Regions from separate parts of the Mus musculus genome. Here regions 1 and 3 are each linked to region 2. The links are chromatin contacts, called in public Hi-C maps. All regions are on one chromosome and are shown on one strand. Each heading gives the region's core, a stretch centred on a gene start, on an enhancer-like site or on the middle of the called end of the contact. The rest is flanking DNA. Distances are from core to core; before and after follow the strand shown.

What was found. Hi-C and Micro-C count contacts between places; a contact is called where the count stands out from the background.
Region 1: a Hi-C map of the N1E-115 cell line shows a contact between it and region 2, with 4 times the contacts expected there. The contact joins two enhancer-like sites. A contact is called at or near these places in 2 of 484 Hi-C or Micro-C datasets (the N1E-115 cell line and palatal mesenchyme).
Region 3: a Hi-C map of the N1E-115 cell line shows a contact between it and region 2, with 6 times the contacts expected there. The contact joins the promoter of Marchf11 here to the enhancer-like site in region 2. A contact is called at or near these places in 6 of 39 promoter capture datasets (cranial neural crest, frontonasal cranial neural crest, hippocampal neurons and 2 more), 1 of 484 Hi-C or Micro-C datasets (the N1E-115 cell line) and 1 of 115 datasets of contacts at active chromatin or transcription factors (forebrain).

The regions. Positions count from the first base shown.
Region 1 is chr15:26,716,602-26,719,301 of GRCm38.p6, forward strand. All of the region lies in intron 2 of Fbxl7 (F-box and leucine-rich repeat protein 7), which reads right to left. Among named protein-coding and RNA genes, the nearest start is that of Gm52205, 53 kb to the left of the region's middle. Within about 2 kb of position 1,395, at least 39 of the 459 cell types and tissues checked have an H3K27ac peak or open chromatin away from gene starts, as enhancers often do. A contact at or near this core is called in the N1E-115 cell line, where this site is marked.
Region 2 is chr15:27,230,790-27,233,489 of GRCm38.p6, forward strand. No RefSeq gene overlaps it. Among named protein-coding and RNA genes, the nearest start is that of Gm23903, 170 kb to the left of the region's middle. Within about 2 kb of position 1,357, at least 8 of the 459 cell types and tissues checked have an H3K27ac peak or open chromatin away from gene starts, as enhancers often do. A contact at or near this core is called in the N1E-115 cell line, where this site is marked.
Region 3 is chr15:26,307,623-26,310,322 of GRCm38.p6, forward strand. It overlaps Marchf11 (membrane associated ring-CH-type finger 11), which reads left to right and starts at 1,426. Exons shown (of 4, transcript NM_177597.6): 1 at 1,426-2,170. The coding sequence starts at 1,640.

The sequences.
Region 1 (2,700 bases), core at 145-2,644, 510 kb before region 2:
GACTCACTTGCAGGGAGCATGGGATTCCAGGAAGGTGGATCTGTCCCTCAGGTTTTCATGTGCACCTCGGAATAAACTAAGATCTTATCATGGTAGAAGTCATCACTGCCAACATTCTCAAAAACTGGAGCTCATAAAATACCACAAACAAAAGGGCATCAACACTCATTTAATGAACATTTTCTATTAGAAATCTAACAGTGATTTTTAAAAAAATGTCATAAGCAATGCGTTAAAGCACCCGAGAAATGCCACTGAGTATGGGAAATATCAATAAAACAAAGAGATACACAGGATAAACGAGGTTTTATATCCAGGTAAAAGTAAGTAAACATAGTATTTAAGATTCTAGGTTGTATCTGGAAACCCTTCTAATTCACAATAATCCCCTTGTATCCTCTCAAATCGATGCATGCATAGGATTTGGTGGGAGGAAGAATTGTAATTCAAAGGGCAACTTAAAAGCATGATAATCTCATTTGATGTTTCAGAAACATTTAATTGCAGTTATCTATTGTTGGTAGTAGTGATGGATCCCAGGCCTCTCATAAGTGGTGGAGCGCAAGGAAAGTGCAGCCGAGTGGCTGTGTCTCCATCTCAGAAGAGCATCATCCATCCCAGGATGAAAGGAGCCTTGAGTGGAATGTATTCAGGAAGGCAAGGAGAAGCAAGATAAGCCCAGGGATGCCAGAAAAGTCTGCAAGATGGCCCCAGCTCTAGGGAGGCATGTCTCTTCCACAGGAAACAAAACTTTGCAGGGTGTCTGTATCGCAAGGAAATCAGTCTCAGGCTCAAACCTGGCATACTAATAGTTAAAGAAATCGTCTGCTGTCAGACACAGTGGTTATGTGCACATCCTGTTCCCTGAGAGAACTTCCACTGCCTTCCACAAAGCAAAAGAGCCTAAAAGGCCAGCGTTGAATTCCAGTTCTGCCTCTTAAGTGCTGTGGGATAATCTCCCTAAAGGTGATGGCAGGGACTGAGACCGTACTCGACATAGCGATGGACACACAGTGAAGAAATCCTACAGACATGTCTTTCTCATTAGTTGTTAAGAAATTGTCTTCGTTCTGCATACAATTTGGCCACTAAAAATTGCATCATGGATGAGAGAGGACCACATGAAATGTGCACCCCTCCCTAAAGGACAGTTACTACTTAATGGTGGAAAGGGTTTCCTTGTAGTCGAGTGGTGTAGCCACTGACATGTGGTCTATGTTGTAGTAAATAATCCATCCACACTTTGGCAGGAAACTCTAAGTGAGCTCAGCAGGTCACACACGAAGAAGACATGAAAGTAGGAGACGGTCTTGTTGAGGAGGAGGGGGACGACTGGTGAGAAATCACCCTGTCTGTGGTGGGTGAAAAATGGACAGGTATTCTCCTACTCTTCTACAGTCAGCGATGGGCCGCCAGCCTTTGCAGCCTGTCTCGGGAGGGCTACTTTGTCTGAAAGAGCTGCCCAGTCAGAGTATATTCAGCCAAGGTCCTTCCCAAGCTGCGGCTGTTTCAGCCTTGACACAGAGCAAGCTGGGGAGTGCAGATAAAAGCAGTGCACTCTGACACTGTTGTCTTTAAATGTTCTTCCCTCGAGGGATCCACCACCACTGGCTTCCCTTGCTTTCCAACCTAGGCGTCCAGGGAGAATCTGCCATGGGAAGCAGTTTCAGGGGGTGTGGATAATTCCTCTTCATGCAAGGCCCAAAGGAAAAGTCGCTGAGGGTGAGCAGAATGAGCATAGTGCAAACTTCAAGGTCATCTCCCCTTTGGCTTTTGGTTCTAAGCGCGAAACTGTTATTAGTCACAAGTCTAAACAGCAATTCTAATCCCAGCCTCTAAAGTAAGGGGTTAAAGGCTCAGACAGCAATTTCTGTTTTTGTTTATTTTCGTACAGGTCTGTTGCCTATGCTTAAATGTTCTTGTTAAATCTCTCTGTTTTATAGCTAATCACATTTTTATAGCAGGCATGAAGCTCTCTCCACAAGGCCCTTGCTGAGCTTTTCCTGTAAATCAAAACCTTGCCTGACTGTTCTTCTGGCTGGCAGGGGAACAGGGTGAATTTTACCATTTATGGTTGTAAAGACCAACCAGACTTTTTTTTTTTCTTTTCTTTTCTTTTTTTTTTCTTTTTGTTTCTTTTAATGTTTTTCCCCACTCAGCCCCCTCCCTTCCTCTGGCCTTCAGATGTATATTCCAGGCTGAGCTGAGACCTGTATGAATAGATTATTTCATTTCTTACCACGGAACATTAATAAAGGTGTCAACAAGACAGAGGACGCTTGGCCTGCATTCCTCTGTCGCAGATCTATTCCTCGAGGGCAGACTGCTGTTGGTTGAAAAAAACATGATCTGCTCAGCTTCTGGAAACTGACCTCCAGAGTCTATTTGAAATATTAGTGCACCTTTTTAGTGAGCTATATTTATAAAGAACACAGGACACTTAAAGAAGCTGTGTCTTCTTAGACTATTTTCGTCTGGGCATCCCCATGACCACATGTCTGTGGCAGGAAAGAACAAAGGGAGTCTGTGGCCTGCACCCTTTTCCTGGCTGAAGGGATCTGGACATAGGGTACACTTCTAGAGTTTATACTAGTGCTTTAAAAAAATGTTCCATGTTCTCCTAGCTATGTTAAGAGTAAGACAAAAGGATAGGCTGGAATATAGACCAATGGTAAAGACTGTATTCAGCATATTTAAAGC
Region 2 (2,700 bases), core at 107-2,606:
GGTAGGAACATTCATGTGGAGAGAGGAGGTGGGGAGGAGGAATGGGATGTGGAACAGTCAGAGGGTGGATTGGGATGGGTGGGAAGGTTGAAAAATGGAGCATACAAAAGTAAATAAATAAATTGAGGGATGTTAAGGCAATGAAGCAGAACAGAACTCCATTGCAGCATGAAGTCCTCAGGACACGAAATCCTCAGGCAGTCCTCAACCAAGCCACACCCATCATGGCTGTGCTAACCAGCAGGCCATGTGCCATGAGTTCTAAAGCCATTTGTCACTCCTTCTTCATGGCCCTCTGCATGAGGTAATCCTCCCCATGCAGAGCACACTAATCGGTTGCCCCTTGCCCAACAATCAGCCTTGAAAACATAGATATAACTAATATATATGGCTCAGCAGGTCATATATAGTGCTACCTATGTATATGCAAATACATATATGTATGTCGTAACAATTAATGAAAACAAGAAGCCATGAATCTGAAGGAGAGGGAGGTGTAATATAGAGAAGGATTTTGAGGGAGGAAATGGAAGGGGAAAACACTGCAATTAAATGATAATCTCAAACAAATAAACAAAAAAAGAAGGCAGAAGGTCCTCTATAGACCCATGACATGTCATCATCGATATTATTATGATGATATCGATTCTCTAAGTTAGGTTGACTCAATAAACTGAGATGCAAATGAACATCATAATTTAGTGTTCTGAGTAAGAACTCCTGTCATTCATAATTCAGTGTTCTGAGCAAGACCTCCTGTTGTAAACATTTATCTTGAGAGACGCTTTTCTTATGACTGTACATGAGATCAAAACTTGGCAAAGAAGGGAGTTGTGTGGTCTCGGGTGATGAATGAGCCACAAATCACAAACCCATGGTCCTAAGCAGAGACTATCAACTTCCCAAACTGAAGAAACAACATTTTCATTTTCTTTCCGGCTTTCAGGGCTTTTCTAAAAGCATTAAAACTCTAGAGTAAATATGAAGTGTCTCCTTCGGATAAAAAGCAAGGCAAGTGCAGGAAAGAACAATTATAAAAACAGTTATCACAAGAAATAGATTGTGTAGAGTAATATAGCTTGCTGAAAACATAGCAGCATCCCAAATTCTGTGTGTTTGAAGTGGGAAAAAAATTTCATCCTCCCTCGACTCTACCTAGGTAGGGCCTCACCTACATGACTAAGAGAGCAGTTCACCACATAGAGAAGTAGGAAGGGCATGGGGGCAGAGTGGAGAGGGCCTGAAAAAGTGACAGGTGAATGGCCAACTCCTGCTTCTCTAACAAGCCTGAGTGCTGTGCCACCACAGGTCATCTTCTGCATCTGTCCCTTGTACTTCCCTGACTATCTTGAGTCCTTCCTGCCACTTGTGTACTCAGAGAGTGCCAGTCTTCTCCCTTGGGAGCGATCTGCTCCAGTATTGGCCCTGGCTAGTGTGCTGGGTTTGAGCCTGCCTTTGGCAGCCTAGTCTCCTGAGTGTAAGCTTGGGCTCTGTCATGCTTCCAATTGTCCCTATGAGAGGACTTCAGTAAATTGCTCAGATCCCCCATGTACCTACCTAAAAGAGACCGTCGATCTTATTTATTCCACGGGCTGGGAAAGGAAATGGCTAACGCATAAGCACGTAGCACACAGTGTACAACACCGTGAGTGTCCCACAACTGCTAGCTAATCAAGCGAGTCTGAGTCACACTCTTCTCAGATGACAGATGCTTACAGACAGAGGATCAGAGCCTCAGCACAGCTTACCTGACCATCTTAACATGAGCCCCCAAATAATTCTCTATGGTTTTTTCTTCATTCTCTGTGCTCCAGCCCAGGTACCCCATCAGCTGTGTCCATGGTGATATCTGGCAATCAAAACTTCCCATACACCATCTCCTCCCCCCTTTTTTTTCTGCTCATACACCTACTTCTGACTAAATTCTGACCATCCAAAAACACCTTTTAAAACCCAGCATGGCCTCTGTGATACAAATCATGTGCCGCGGCATCAGTTACGTTCGCTCTTGCATCCTCAGAGCCATGAGTCAGGCAAAATATATATACAGACACAAGTCACCCAAAACCACCCAAACAGTTTCACTCTGTGATGCTTGTTCTTACTGGAAATGTGCCAACAATTTGCCTCTAAGACATCAAGACTGAAAGAAGGAAACATAAGATGGTGCATGAAGTCCCAGCATGCACTAGCACAGAACAGTAAACGTGTTAAGAAGGGGAAGCGACAGCCAGCCCTGGGGACCCATGACTCACACAGTGAAGCAGAGTTACAGGCAGTTTGCAATCTCTCTGGTTTCCGATACAGAACTCACCTCAGCCCACAGGTTTAGCATGAAGTTCCCACTGAAACGAAAGCAACTGTATTTACACTATCCTTATTTCATTCTCTCCGGTGTTAAAAACACTATGTCCTCTTAACCTATTGTCTTTAAAAAAAAAATTACCTCCTTCTGAATGCAAAGTAAGCAGCAGCTATTGCTACACTGAAACCACTTGAAAGGCAACATGGGATGTCCTGTCCACTTGATTTCACAGTTTTCTAACAACCAAGCAAAGCAATGTCAGGAGCATTAATAGCATCCTGCAATTGACAGGAGTTAAACTTTCTTAACTTATTTCTAACTAGCTTCAGTTCTTCCCTGATTATAATTTTTAACGGAAATGACTTAATGAATCTGTCATTTTAAACAAAAAAAAA
Region 3 (2,700 bases), core at 176-2,675, 920 kb before region 2:
TTTAAAAAAGGCAAATGTATACTTGTAAATTCTACTTAAGCCTGTGCTCAAGTACTTCAATTCTGTTAACTGGAGTTAGAGACACAAAACAACCCACATGCTACAGAACTATTTTAAAGAAGATGAAGAAAGGATTGTGTGTGAATGCTGGTATATGTTCATGTGCCCATCACCCTGGCGCGCGCACGCGCACGCAAACACACACACACACACACACACACACACACACACACACACACACTGGTGTCAGATCTATGGACAGTCCTTAAATAGGCTGGTGACCTTGAACTTAGTTTGCCTATCTGGTCCTAGGTCTTCAGCTATGAAATGTGGCCAATAAGGAATGTTTTAGGGCCAGTCACTTCTGTCAAAGTCATTAAGACTCCACTTCAGTGATAAGTCACAATTGATTTGCATGGACACCTTGCAGGGTAAAACCCCAATAACCTAAGAGTTCAGACTGCTGGGTTTGGAACAGAAGGCCAGAGCACAGGAGCACAGTACCCTACTGGAAAGGGGTGGGGAGAGAGAGGAAGAGGGAGAGAAAAGGTAGGGAGGGGTAGGGAGGGAGGAGAGAGGAGGCCGGGGAGAGGGAGAGAGAGGGAGAGAGGGAGGAGAGACTGGGGGTGGGGGGTGGATGAGGGTGGAGGCAGGCTGAGTCAAGGTTGTAACCACTTTTCCTGGGAAGGACGCAGCAATATTTGTGCAAGCATGAAGGAGACCCACAAGCCACAGAATGGAGCATTGCAACCCTCCAACCTCGGACGCATCGAAAATTTTTACAAATCCAGGATGTATATATTCAGGAGAGGGAGACAGGGGGATTGGGCATTCCCAGGATGACAAAGGTTTCAGAGGCTTCTGCTTGAAGACTTTTGAGATGCAGAGTCCTCTGAAGAAGAGAGGACTGGGATCCCCAAAACAACAGTGGAGCAAAGAGCAGCTACAGCATCTGTCCTCAAGAGTCCTTTCCTGCGTGCCTCTGTTCACAGGGATGCCTACCTCGCCCTCATCCTTACTCCCACGCGGGTCTCTGCTTGGCCCACCGCGCCCCCACCCGGCGGGTTTCTCGGAATTCCCCCAGATCCACCCAGTAACGGTTTTTGGATCGGCAGCTTCCGACCCCTCCCCCTTTTCCTTTCTCACTGGAGCCGCAGTACCGCGCGCTTCTGCGAGGGGCAATCCGCCCCGGAACCGACGTGAGCGGCCCGGGGCGGGGTTAGTGGAAGCGGCCCAGGAATCCCCCAGTTCCAGCAGGGTCCTCTCGGCACCCCACACCTCTCTCTCACGCACGACTTGCCTACCCCCATCCCCCAGTCCAGTGCTTGTTCCCAGCCTCCTTGCCCAGCTCTGCGCTCCTCCCCGCCTCCCATCCCCACCCCCGCGCGCCTGGCACGGGCAGCCGAACTCGGCGCCGCCTCCATCAGAGCCGAGCCGGCGGCTCCGCTGAACAGCCGCCTCTGCGGCCGCCGCGCCGGTCCTCCGCGTCCTCTCCTGGTCCCGCCTTCCTAGTCCCTTCGCCCCGGTTCCCCTTCCCACCCTCTTCCCTCCTCCCTCTCCAGCCTTCCTCTGCGCTCTCTGGCTGCAGTCCGCGCCCGGCCCGCCACCGGGCGGGCAGGAGGACGGCGGCGACTCCACCATGAGCGACGAGGGCAAAAAACGGTCTAGCCGGGCGGACAGCCTCGAAGCTGAGCCACCTCTGCCCCCGCCGCCCCCACCCCCGCCTCCGGGAGAGTCGGTCCTGGTCCCCACCTCCCCACGCTACCGGCCGCCGCTGCCCGCGCCTCTGGAGCGCATCGTAGGGTCGGGCGAGCCGCCGGTAGAACTGGCCCCTCGGCGCAAGGGCGCAGGAGAGCCTCTACCGCCGCTGCCGCCGTCTCTGTTGCCCGGCGACCAGGAGGTGACAGCGGCGGGCGACTCCTGCGAAGGTCCTAGGCGCCTTCCAGAGGTGAAGCTCCCCGAGGCTGCGACGGGGAAAGGCAGCCCGGGGGAGCCCGAGGCCGGCGCGTGCCGGGAGGGCGAGCGGCGAGGCACCGGAGACCAGCCCGAAACACGCTCCGTATGTAGCAGCCGCAGCAGCAGTAGTGGCGGCGGTAGCGACCAGCGCTCGGGGCACCAGCACCAGCACCATCAGCCCATTTGCAAGATCTGCTTCCAGGGCGCAGAGCAGGTAAGGCCAGAGGGACCCCAGGTCTGCAGGCGGTGAGTCCTGGACCTGGACCGCAAGGGTAGAGCTTTCAGCACCACGGACAGCGCACGCCCCACAACTGAGCTTCCCTCTCCAGTTCTCTTTCTGAGAAGGCTGATAAAGTGTTCTGGTGGCCAATACAGAAGTAAATTAACCTACACCTTTTCTCTCTACCTTATTTTGAAGTCAGGTACTCCTAGGTACTATAATGGTAACATCATCAAGCGTTTCTTGTGAATTACTCAAAGGATTTTAGTTTATAAGTAGATTCAAGCCAGGTCTCTTTTCTGTTAATGTATCCAGAGAACTTAGTTTCAGAATACAAATGAGGCTGGGGATAAGTCATGCTACATCAATACCAATATGAGGTATGCAATACCAATATGCAATACCAAAAAAGGGTGGGTTTTTTATTACAAATTTTTAATGAGAAAGGTGCTACAGTTCTTGCAAAAGGAAGTACTTGAACAGAAAGGGTATCTTAGCCAATTGATGTCCTTGATGCTTTGTTA